2 separate regions of the Danio rerio genome follow, and region 2 is linked to region 1. A link is a contact called in public HiCAR-type data. All regions are on one chromosome and are shown on one strand. The core of a region is the stretch at or near the end of the contact, and the rest is flanking DNA. Distances in the headings are between cores, read along the strand shown.

Region 1 (6,604 bases), core at 1,919-4,418:
TAGGGCGGAGCTATCATTTCTTTAGGGTGGAGCTATCAGTCCTTTTCGGGCATAGCTATCAGTTATTTAGGGCGGAGCTATCAGTCCTTTGGAGTGGAGCTATCAGTCTTTAAGGGGCGGATCTTTCATTTCTTTAGGGTGGAGCGATCAGTTATTTAGGGCGGAGCTATCAGTCCGTTGGAGTGGAGCTATCAGTCTTTTAGGGGCGGATCTTTCATTTCTTTAGGGTGGAGCGATCAGTTATTTAGGGCGGAGCTATCAGTCCGTTGGAGTGGAGCTATCAGTCTTTTAGGGGCGGAACTTTCATTCCTTTAGGGTGGAGCTATCATTCCTTTAGGGTGGAGCTAACAGTCCTTTTGGACATGGTTATTAATTCTTTAGGGCGGAGCTATCATTCCTTTAGGGTGGAGCTATCAGTCCTTTTCGGGCATAGCTATCAGTTATTTAGGGCGGAGCTATCAGTCCTTTGGAGTGGAGCTATCAGTCTTTTATGGGCGGAACTTTCATTCCTTTAGGGTGGAGCTATTAGTCCTTTAGGGTGGAGCTATCAGTCCTTTGGGGTGGAGCTATCAGTCTTTTAGGGGCGGATCTTTCATTTCTTTAGGGTGGAGCTATCAGTTATTTAGGGCGGAGCTATCAGTCCTTTGGAGTGGAGCTATCAGTCTTTTAGGGGCGGAACTTTCATTCCTTTAGGGTGGAGCCTTCAGTCCTTTAGGGGTGGAGCTATCATTCTTTTAGTGTGGAGCTATCAGTCCTTTAGGCCGGGGGTATCAGTCCTTTAGGGGTGGAGCTATCATTCTTTTAGGGTGGAGCTATCAGTCTTTTAGGGGCGGATCTTTCATTTCTTTAGGGTGGAGCTATCAGTTATTTAGGGCGGAGCTATCAGTCCTTTGGAGTAATGTAATGTAATGTAATGTAATGTGTATTTATATATAGCGCATTTATTGTGTATAGCAATACACCCAAAGCGCTTCACAATCATGAGGGAGGGTCTCTCCACACCACCACCAGTGTGCAGCATCCACTTGGATGATGCGACAGCTGCCACAGGACAACGGCGCCAGTGCGCTCACCACACACCAGCTATTGGTGGAGTGGAGGGACAGTGATAGAGCCAATTCGTGGAGAGGGGATGATTGGGAGGCCATGATCGTAAGGGCCGATAGAGGGACTTTGGCCAAGACACCGGGGTTACACCCCTGCTCTTTCACGAGAAGTGCCTTCAGAGAGTCAGGACCTCGGTTTAACGTCTCATCCGAAAGACGGCGCCCACTGACAGTTTAGTGTCCCCTTCACTTTTACTGGGGCATTAGGACTCACACAGACCACAGGTTGAGCGCCCCCTGCTGGCCTCACTAACACCACTTCCAACAGCAACCTAGTGTTCCCTAGTGGTCTCCCATCCAGGTACTGACCAGGCTCAGCCCTGCTTAGCTTCAGTGAGTAACCGGTCTTGGGCTGCAGGGTGACATGGCTGTAGAGCTGGGGCTGTTTCAATTGCCTTTTCCCCCATATGGTGATGTACATCTAATCTTAATTTCAGTTTCATGCTGACTATAAAGAGCCTTTCGTGGACTGAAGAACGAGCTCTCGATGCTTCTGGATGGGGCAGACAGCACCGGCTCCAGGTTCCACTACGTGTTCATCCTTGAAAACACATCGCATGACATCAGACAGCTCCAGTTGATGGAAAATACAGCCTCTGCTGCCATAAAGGCTTCTGCTGGGCCGCTGCTGGGCAGCAGCTCAACTGTGCTGTATTTTCTTCCAGTTGTAATGGCTGATTTTTTCAGTTGTCGTCTGCTGGCGTGACTCCGAGCAGCGCAGCGTCTGCCAGCCCTTCTGAAAAACAGCTGCAGCTCTGGGTAAAAATAATTACACTTGTGTCTCTGAAGGGGAAAGAGGAGGAGACCTGACAAACCCAAAACACTAAACCCACAGACAACTGACTCCAGAGCTGCTGGAACTCACATCTGGACCAGAGGACTTCATTTGTGGATGAGGAAAAGAAACTGACATGTATTCCTCATCTAATACCACATTACCTAAAATATCTGATGTTTTCTACAGGCTTAGAAACTGAGATGAAGGGGCAGATACAGAATAATAAAGGACAGAGCCAAAAAAGATTAAAAAGCATCACACAATTAATAAAAATATAAAATAAATAAATATACATCAATCTTGAAGATAAAAAGATAAAACATAACAGCAGGCTGAACATGCTCACAACACCCTACTTAAACACCTAAACATTCATACAACTATTTACTCCTTTATATAATCCTGCACCTAAAACTAGAGAATCAATATTTTTATTAATCAAATCGTTCTGAATTTACCAAACATAAACAAATAATGTTAATAATAATAACAATATTATTAATAATAATAATAATAAAAATAGCTATTAAATTAATTATTAAATCAATAGTTTGGTCATCAATACGTGTTACATGGAAAAATTACAATTCATAAGAATACAAAGGACATCACTATAAGTTTCTCAAACAAATATAGTTTGTTACTGTTGAAAATAATCAAATAAATAATACATAAAATACCAACAAATAAATAATACAGACTTTCGGAGAATAAAAAGAGTTGAATACATTTTTTATTAAGCAATTTTGAGTTAAATAACGTTATTTTAAGCCTTAAAGCACAATTAACACAACTTAATCTAAACATCTTAACCAAAAATCACTAACACTAACAACTCATGAAACAATGGGATACAGCTGCGGATGGAAGTTAACGATATTATGTATCAAATTACCCATTAAATAGTATTTTATTAACTTCTTCATTCCTAAACCAAACTATCATGATAAGGTAAAAAATATTAATTATGGCTGTACAGTGTTATAAAAGGTTATGCTACGTTGACGCGAATATCCGCAGCTGTATCCCATCTAGACTTCACCTTAAATAACTGTTTAATTGTATTCAGCGGGTCTTTACTGCCACCTGCTGTCAATCTAGAAGTAGCAGCTCTTCTAAAACGTTGATTTTTAATAAAAAGAATAGTATTTTCTACATTAAGTTAAATCGCTCTTACATGGATTACTCCTCATTTGAGTAAAGTGTAGAGTTGTGTAGAGTCGCTCAGTGTTTGTGCTCAGGCGCCATCAGCGGCCGCTTATCTGAGTGACGTCGCTAGGGTCCTTCCTCGTGTGGCTCCGCTGAGGGTCATGCAGTGGCTCTGATCGACGTGATTATTTGTAATTTTCCGGTGTTTTTGCTTGCGGTTCTGTGTGGGTTTCTCTCGTCATGATGGGCGGCAGCAGCAGCAGGATCGCGGCTGGTTTGGGCGCGGCGCTCTTCGTCGGTTACTGCATTTATTTCGACAGGAAGAGACGGAGTGACCCGAACTACAAGAACAAACTACGAGAACGTGAGAGAAGCAGCGGCCTGTTTATCCCTCTGCATAGAGTCTGTGCCTGTCTGTCATTCTGTATACATCTATATCTGTCTGTCTTTCTCTATACATCTATATCTGTCTGTCTTTCTCTATACATCTATATCTGTCTGTATACATCTATATCTGTCTGTCTTTATACATCTATATCTGTCTGTCTTTCTCTATACATCTATATCTGTCTGTATACATCTATATCTGTCTGTCTTTCTCTATACATCTATATCTATCTGCGTACATCTATATCTGTCTGTCTATCTGTATACATCTATATCTGTCTGTCATTCTGTATATATCTATATCTGTCATTCTGTATACATCTATATCTGTTTGTCTTTCTGTATACATCTATATCTGTCTGTCATTCTGTATACATCTATATCTATCTGTCATTCTGTATACATCTATATCTGTCTGTCTTTCTGTATACATCTATATCTGTCTGTCTTTCTGTATACATCTGTACCTGTCTGTATACATCTATATCTGTCTTACTGTATACATCTATATCTGTCTTACTGTATGCATCTATATATGTCTGTCTTTCTCTATACATCTATATCTATGCGTACATCTATATCTGTCTGTCTATCTGTATACATCTATATCTGTTTGTCTTTCTGTATACATCTATATCTGTTTGTCTTTCTGTATACATCTATATCTGTTTGTCTTTCTGTATACATCTATATCTGTCTGTCTATCTGTATACATCTATATCTGTTTGTCTTTCTGTATACATCTATATCTGTTTGTCTTTCTGTATACATCTATATCTGTCTGTCTATCTGTATACATCTATATCTGTTTGTCTTTCTGTATACATCTATATCTGTTTGTCTTTCTGTATACATCTATATCTGTCTGTCTATCTGTATACATCTATATCTGTTTGTCTTTCTGTATACATCTATATCTGTTTGTCTTTCTGTATACATCTATATCTGTCTGTCTATCTGTATACATCTATATCTGTTTGTCTTTCTGTATACATCTATATCTGTTTGTCTTTCTGTATACATCTATATCTGTCTGTCTATCTGTATACATCTATATCTGTTTGTCTTTCTGTATACATCTATATCTGTCTGTCTATCTGTATACATCTATATCTGTTTGTCTTTCTGTATACATCTATATCTGTTTGTCTTTCTGTATACATCTATATCTGTCTGTCTATCTGTATACATCTATATCTGTTTGTCTTTCTGTATACATCTATATCTGTTTGTCTTTCTGTATACATCTATATCTGTCTGTCTATCTGTATACATCTATATCTGTTTGTCTTTCTGTATACATCTATATCTGTTTGTCTTTCTGTATACATCTATATCTGTCTGTCTATCTGTATACATCTATATCTGTTTGTCTTTCTGTATACATCTATATCTGTTTGTCTTTCTGTATACATCTATATCTGTTTGTCTTTCTGTATACATCTATATCTGTTTGTCTTTCTGTATACATCTATATCTGTCTGTCTTTCTGTATACATCTATATCTATCTGTATACATCTATATCTATCTGTATACATCTATATCTGTCTGTCATTCTGCATGTGTTCTGTCTGTCCTTCCTCCTGCTTATCTGTCATTTTCTCCATCTTGCTCTCTCTATATATGTATTTTTCTATCTGTCCGTCCATCTGTCTATCACTCTCTCATATTGGGGTAAAGTTGGTTCTATATTCACACATTCTAACTTTCTCCTTTATAATATAAATGTAGAAAAATATAATATGCAAATTCTAAATAGTCATATTATCAGCTAATGACTGTCAAAGTACTGCACTGTTCAGTCAATTACTTTTGAAGTCATACTTGCATGCAATTTTAGAGTGAATATTTAAAGTAGCATGTCACAAGGTGTTCAAAATTACACACACATATACACTAACCGGACACTTTATTAGGTACACCTTACTAGTACGGGGTTAAACCACCTTTTGCTTTCAGAACTGCCTTAATCCTTCATGTCAGAGATTCAACAAGCTGCTGGAAATATTCCTCAGAGATTTTGCTCCATGTTGTCATGATAGCATCACACAGTTGCTGCAGATTTGTCGGCTGCACATCCATGATGCCAATCTCCCGTTCCACCACATCCCAAAGCTGCTCTATTGGATTGAGCTCTGGTGACTGTGGAGGCCATTTGAGTACAGTGAACTCATCGTCATGTTCAGCAGTCTGAGATGATTGAGCTTTATGACATGCTGCGTTATCCTGCTGGAAGTAGCCATCAGAAGATGGAGACACTGTGCTCATAAAGGGATGGACATGGTCAGCAGCAATACTCAGGTAGGCTGTGGCGTTGATGCTCAATTGGTACTAATGGACCCAAAGAAAATCTCCCCCACACCATTACACCACCACCACCAGCCTGAACCGCTGATACAAGGCAGGATGATCCATGCTTTCATGTTGTTGAGGCCAAATTCTGAATGTGGCAGCAGAAATGGAGACTCAGTTTCCTGTTCTTAGCTGTACAGGCAACAACCATGCCACATTCAAAGTCTCTTAAATCCCCTTTCTTCCCCATTCTGATGCTCGCTTTGAACTGCAGCAGATCGTCTTGACCATATTTACATGCCTAAATGCATTGAGTTGCTGCCATGTGATTGGCTGATGAGAAATTTGCATTAACGAGCAGTTGGACAGGTGTACCTAATAAAGTGGCCAGTGAGTGTATTCATATATAAATAAATATGTTTGTCAATTTGTCCTTCTCTATCATCTATTTGTCTTTTCTATCTATCTATCTATCTATCTATCTATCTATCTATCTATCTATCTATCTATCTATCTATCTATCTATCTATCTATCTATCTATCTATCTATCTATCTATAATTTTGTCTGTCTACATGTGAACTGAAGTGGTGATGAGTGTTCAGATTAGTTCTCCTCTAGTAGATGTACCGTCAGTTGGACGGGTAAGTTACAGTCAGAAAGGCTGATCAATGTGTTTTCTTGCAGGAAGAAAAAAGCAGAAGGCAGCTCAGGAGAAAGCTGGATTATCAAGGGTAATTTCACACACACACACACACACACACACACACACACACACACACACACATTAATACCGTAGACACACTGAATTATGAACTCTCTCATCTGTTATATTTGTGTGTGTGTGTGTATATATGCAGTTACCAGACCTGAAGGACGCAGAGGCGGTTCA
Region 2 (6,604 bases), core at 2,526-5,025, 76 kb before region 1:
ATTAATGAATGCTGTACTGGTGTAGATCACGTTAGTGAATACATTAACTAATGAATGCGTATTGTAAAGTGTCAAACAGCATGAGTTATCGACAAGCGTCGTGGGTCTTTATGCACCAAAAAAGGCTAAAGGAGAGATTGTTTACGAGCTCTTAACTCCCCGCATGTGAATAAAAATAGCGTGGAGTGTCGTCTTGCACGCAGCATTAGGTTGCTCCACATGGAGCCTGAAAACAATGTGCCGAACAAGTCACAGCTCGCATGTTAAGCAGGAAAAAAGCGAGAGATGCTCTTCCGTATGCATGCGTTCTCCGGTTACCTTACAGCTTTGCAAAATACTTGATATATCAGTTACTATTATTGAGGGAGTGGACTCCCAGCATGCACTGGGATGGAAAGCAAGACTTTTTTTCCTCCTCTGTTCGCACTCACTCAATGAGGCTGTTGCATCATCCGCCGCATGATTCAGCGAGGCCAGACAATAAGCCAACCACAGACACGTCACATTGTTATTACAAGGTCAGAAATTGTATTTGGCAATTTTTTTAAACAAGTGCATACAATACAGCTAAAAGCAGATTCAGTTCGCCAAGTGCTTAAAGAGTATTAGTCACATTCTGTGTTTAAACATGGACTGCCACCAGTTCTACGAGTACACCAACTGAGCGTTCGCTCGCTGAATGAGGGAGGACACGGAATCTGTTTAGTGTGTGTGTGTGTGTGTGTGTGTGTGTGTGTACATACCGTTTTAGCTTCAAAAAGAGAATATAGAAACACAATGTATTCAAAAAGAAAGAGAATCAAAATAAAATTATACAGCCATGTTTACCCAAGTGTACAGTTCCCCTTAAGGTCTTATATACAAGTCCGTTAGTTCACGTTTTGGATGGTATGCGTTGTGATTGGTGTTGAAATTACGAAAAAAAATTAATAAAAATAAACAATCAAGGGTCCCGCTCCTTTTTAACCTTTACGTCTCCAGCCAGAATGGTGGCTATTTCGCCTTGCATGAACGCCCAGGGCACGTTGGAACCAACCAGCGGGCATTTTTCTCCACTCGGGCAGTAAACCTCGCCTGTCGCCCCCTGCTGTTTGATGCTCTCGCGGGAACACGGAAAACAGAACTTGTGCGACGGCACAGACGGGCACTGGACGAAATGCGTGTCCTCGAGACGCTCGTGGCACAAAGTGCAGCACAGCGGCACGCTGCTAGGCGGCACGGAGGAGTCAGGAATGCTCTGCGGGTGCCCGGCCTGCGGGTCCATGCCTGGGATGTGTGCGGTGCCTGTTGCACCCAAAGCGGGTCTCCTTTGTCCAGCAGAGGGCGATTGCGGGCTTCCGCTGTTTCGCCGTCCTGCGGCCGATGTGGTCGTGGAGTGCACCTGATTACCGGCGTCTTTCGGTGAACCTGTGCCAGCGTTATCCGCCGCCAATATGAGCGCAGCCATCGGCGATTGGCTGTTCTGCACGGCGGTGGCCGCTTCTGGTGGTGTAGTGCGCGAATGTGGGGAAATGGTGGACGGCGGAGCCGCTGCGAATCCTGGCAGGGCGGCAGACGGCATCTTGAGCACTTCTGAAGGAGACGGCAGCCATGGTTGACCCTCGCCGTTTAGTTTAACAGCGATGCCCTCCCCGTCTGGCTCAGGAGAGGTTTTCCTTTTAATTCCCCGAGAGTGCTTACCGCGGTCTGCAGAGAGAGAGAGAGAGAGAGAGAGATAAACACTCTTAGACTTAGAGACGACATGCTCTGCAGCGACGCTTCATGCGTGACCTGTTGTTGGCTCTACTTTCTGTTGGCTCTAAAGGAAATGTGGCATGTGCAAATGCCCGGATGATGAAATGGCAAAGCACAGTATTATGAATGCACCATCTTGAGTCTCGAAGCATGCTTTGAAGTCTGCGTGCAGGAATAAACAATGTCAAGATGGAGTGGAGTTGTGATGAGAACATGCGCTCTCTGCTGCTTTATTTGGAGCTGAGCTAAACATGCTCTGATGGTTTGCATGTTCTGACATGTCCAATTATATGAGGAATTAAATATATATACAAGTATGCATGTTCTTTCTGAAGTTTTGAAGCATGCTCTGGAGATTGATATGGTTTTGGATGCTGATGCATGTGTGAGTTTGACAGTTTGCCTGTTCTGACATGTCAATTTACGCTGAAGACTTAACACAGCATGAGTGTGAGCAAAATCTACACATGCTCTTGAGTTTGATATGGGTTTAAGCACTAATGCATGACTGATTTTCACAATTTGATTCTTTCTGATGTCAAATTATTTTAAGGACTACATAAATATTCAAATGTGCACCTGAAATCTAAAGTTTGAGATCACGCTCTGATGTTTTACGTGTTTAAACAGAAAATATATTATATGACAGATTACAGCAGAGTTTGACACAATTATTAAATATGAGTGTGAACAACATACATTAATGCATGCATAAATGAGATGTTAATGTCTTACAGGATGTTTTCACATAGTTGACGATTAAACCGGTCCATAATGTATTGAAGATTGTTATTAATCAGTGTTTTTCTGCTGTCTTGGTGTTCTTTAAATGCACTGCAGTCACTTACATCTGTGTTCTGATTTGTTTTCTCAACAGACATCCACTACAGCTGCTTTTATTGTGCTTTATAATGAACTTGATTTGATTTTAAAATGGATAATAAACTCAAGAGCACGTGCTGTTTGTTAGACTGTTCTACAGGTTGAATGCTGATAACAAACGCAGACTTGCTGTGTTTCCTACACAAGATTACAATCTGGGATGTTTCATTAAATTCCATAATCATCCCAGCCACACACACTGCGCGTGAAGCGTGACCCGTACCTGTTTTTAAGGCACCGGAGCTGCTCTCGTAGCTCATCCTGTGCGGCAGCGGCGCGTGCTCCTTCTTGAACCGGGAGTCGAGCGTCTGCAGCGTCATCATCTCCCGCACCGTCTTGCCCTTCTGCGTCCACTCATCCACCCGCTTGTGTCCGTCGCTCGGGTCGCTCATGCTGTCGGCCCGGTGTTTGTCCTTCATGTCGTCCGCTCGTTTGCCCACATGCTCCGCCAGCGCGCCCGGGGGGATGCCCATCTGCACGGATCTCCCGTTGAGCGCGTGCACCGGCGGCATGCTCCCGTTCACAAGCGGCACCAGGTTGGGTGGAATGGCTCCGGTCCGACGTGGGTTCGGGCTTTGTCGGTTCAACTCCGGGGGTTCGTCGGGCTTCGGAAACCCGTTTGGCACCGGGATCCCATTCGCCTGGCGTTGGTACTCCGCACCTAGTCTAGGAGGTCTGTCTGACGTTAACGGGTACCGATCCAGCGGCTGCGGAGGACGAGAGCCCGGTTCCGCGTGATTGATGGACTGCATGTCCTTGCCAGGTTTGCCCACCGGACCCGGTGATCTGCCCTCCTGAAAGCCATGCGCGCGCTTTAGCTGCCGCGCGGTTTCGATCACAAATTCAATCCGGTCGGCTCCCTCGTAGTTGACGCACCCGCGACACACGGGCTCGGTAAAATCCCAGATCATCGCCCACGGCATGCGGGGCAGATCGCACAAATAACACGACTGCCTGCGCGAGGCAGCGACCGCCGCAGACGACATGCTGCTGAACACGGGGAAACGGCACAAATGTTGCAACTAATTTCTCCAAATGCTGCTCGTGGTGATGAGGTAAAAAGAATATATATGGTCGTAGTTTCCCAGCCCGTCCGAAAAGCGAGAAAAACGGCGAAGTTACGCTCCGAAGTTCATGGCAGTGTGCGCTCCAGCCCGCGAGCTCTCGGTGTGGGAGCGGTGACGTCACCGCGCTGCTTGTATTTACTTGATTCTTCGACAACTCGCTCTGCGCACGCGCGCTGCTCCCTCCTCACGCTGAATGAGAGCGTAATTTTTGCAGTCGTCATTCGACGAGGCTGAACTGAAGAGACATCAAAAACATCGACCAAAAAGGTGGAAAATACCTCAGAAAGTGTGCTTTTTCCACCGAGTTGCTGTGCGATGAATATAAACGTAATTTGAGCGTTAGATTACTTAAGTTTAAACGATTTACAGCACAAAATTAAATCTGTGACAGAATTGTTGAATGGGTTATTGATCTCAGGATTTTTAAAGTGGATGGTTAATTTTAAAGTTCTTCCAATATCATCCGATTACAAAAATCATGTGAATCAACTGCACAAGTACTTTAAAAAGGATTTTTGTTTTCAGGTATTATTTGATTTGTCACTCCCATACATCACATCCATGTCTGAAACTGGTTTAATATATTTTATATACTCGTATAAAAATGTAGAATAGGCTAACATCAGAAGTACAGTTCACAGTAAAGTGAACCAAAACCTTTATGAGTTTCCAAACACCAAATATTATATTTTGAAGTAAGCTGAAAACCTGAAACCATTGATTTCCACAGTAGGAATAAACAAATATGGAAGTCAATAGTTAGAGGTTTACAGCATGCTCCAAAATATCTTCTCCTGTGATCAACAACAAATAAAAGTGGGAAAGAAGGCTGAGTAAATGATGACAGGAGTTTTCATTTTTACATGAGCTATTCCCATTATCTGCAGTCATCTGTAAATCCCTTGCTGAGCAATATCTAACCTCAGATCTTTATTTAGATTTAATGTTATTGTTTAAAAAATCAAGTTTAATCACTTTTTAAGGCTCCGCAGTTCACAGGACCTGCAAAACAGTATTGACCCATTTACCAAAGCTGCTTAAAGTGCACTACTGAGGGCTGTGTGTAAATGTGATCTTAGAACCCTCAGAGTTCCACATTCCAGCGCTGCTGCCAACGCAACGTCACGCGCCACCGCATCCCTTTAACTCTTCCATAACCCCAAACACATAAAACAACACAACTGCTGCAATAAGGCTTCGACTCGGACGCGGTTTAGAGAAATTACAGCAGCTTTCGTTGGAGTTTTTAATCATTCCAGCAGTAGTGCACTTGGGAGCCGTTTTGCGTCTGGAATATCTGCACTGGTAGATTATTCATCAGAACTGGACTTCGTTCAGCCTCAAAGCCTGATTCAAGCCTGCCAAGAAGAGCATGTGATTCATGATGGCTGGCAAAATTATGGAAAGTCCCACAGCGAAGACAACGAGTCTAGACCACGTGGTTCTGCATTTCCAAATTCTTTTTTTTGTCATCCGTTTATATGTGACTCATGACTGAAAGCGAGTTAGGCAATCACTTCACCTCGGATACATGTGGGTCATAGTGTGCAGCAAAATGAAAGTGTTTTAACATTTGGGAACACAGCAGTTGGACTTAAAATATCTTGTAAATGGATTTTCACTCTTAAATTGACAGTCAATTAATATATATTAATAATACTGATCCATTTATTTAAGAATCACTACCATTTTATTTAACTGTTAAAGAGGTAGCGCACACAAAAATAAATTCTGTCATCATTTACATCTGTTCCAAACCTGTTTGAGCCTTCTGTTCAACAGTTTTGGAAGAGAATCATTGGTATTTTTGCCTCCAACCATGGCATATTTTCATTCAGCATTCTTCAGAATATCTTGTTTTGAGTTCAAAGTTATAAATCATTTTGAGTGTGAGTAAACAGTACAGAAATATTCCTTTATTAGGTGATCTATCCCTTTAAACGGTTACACCAATCATCTTGTTTTATTTCCAAATTTACAATAGAGTAATACATGTGCAAATATGTAGATTGGAAATGTTTTTATTAATGAAATGGGGAATTCAACACAGTAAGAATTAAAGCGATATGCAGTTTTTCCGTCTGCCTGAATGTCTTTCCGATCAGCACACAAAGCTGATTTTCTCGGGCGAGGCGATTCGGGAGCCGCAGGCACCGAGTGGGACTTGTTTTTGCAGGCACTCATGAGGAAGTAAGAGAGTTAGGCACGTACCTCACCCATCCGTGGAAAAACAAACCAACCCTACTGGCAGACGGCCAGAGATCTGTGAACATGCTCTGCTGGACGAGTCGCTGCAAAGCCAGAAAACACGCTGACAGCGAGTGCACGTTGGGTGCAGCCCAGAAACATGATCATTACGGCTTTTTTGCATTGCTGTTTTGACAGCAGAATTTATGGCAGGTGGTCAGGAAGGAGGAGTGTGTTCAAACCAAAACTAGTTTGAGATGAAAGCAACACATCAAGCATAATCTCCATTACCATAAAACCAAGATCGTTGACCAAAAACGAACATTTCCTCATCATTTACTCACCCTCAAGTGCTTCTAGAATGAATGTATTTCTTCTGTTGATCACAAAACAACATATTCTGAATACTTTCGGGAACAAAGATGTTTACATCCACTATTTTTTATGTGCATTTAGAAATATCGCATTAAAAATGCACACAAAAAATGTGCATAAACTAAGCTGGAAATGCATTTACAGAATAAATTGCAGTGTGCATCCAAAAAGTCAGTTTTAATGCATTGTGATGATAAAAATAGGTGTGATGAGATATAATTTGTGAATAAAGCAACGTTTCCACCTGTAGTTTGCTGCACTGTTGGGATTCTCCACTGTGGTGTTTGTTCTCCTCTAATAAATGAGCTGCGCCTCAGAAGACGAAGACCAAACGCAATGAACCCGGTGGCTTTTGGAGG

The links. HiCAR-type assays count read pairs that join an accessible place to other places.
Region 2: a contact with region 1 is called in a HiCAR-type map of caudal fin, with 5 times the contacts expected there. The contact joins the promoter of irf2bp2b here to the promoter of tomm20b in region 1. A contact is called at or near these places in 2 of 18 Hi-C or Micro-C datasets (caudal fin and skeletal muscle) and 2 of 4 datasets of contacts at active chromatin or transcription factors (caudal fin and embryo).

What each region holds. Positions count from the first base shown.
Region 1 is chr11:46,874,717-46,881,320 of GRCz12tu, reverse strand. It overlaps tomm20b (translocase of outer mitochondrial membrane 20b), which reads left to right and starts at 3,168. Exons shown (of 5, transcript NM_001002698.1): 1 at 3,168-3,397; 2 at 6,400-6,446; 3 at 6,573-6,604. The coding sequence starts at 3,274.
Region 2 is chr11:46,951,474-46,958,077 of GRCz12tu, reverse strand. It overlaps irf2bp2b (interferon regulatory factor 2 binding protein 2b), which reads right to left and starts at 3,775. Exons shown (of 2, transcript NM_214752.1): 1 at 2,840-3,775; 2 at 506-1,686. The coding sequence starts at 3,602. The coding sequence ends at 944. It overlaps LOC137496742 (a long non-coding RNA gene), which reads right to left. Exons shown (of 5, transcript XR_012387387.1): 3 at 6,490-6,604.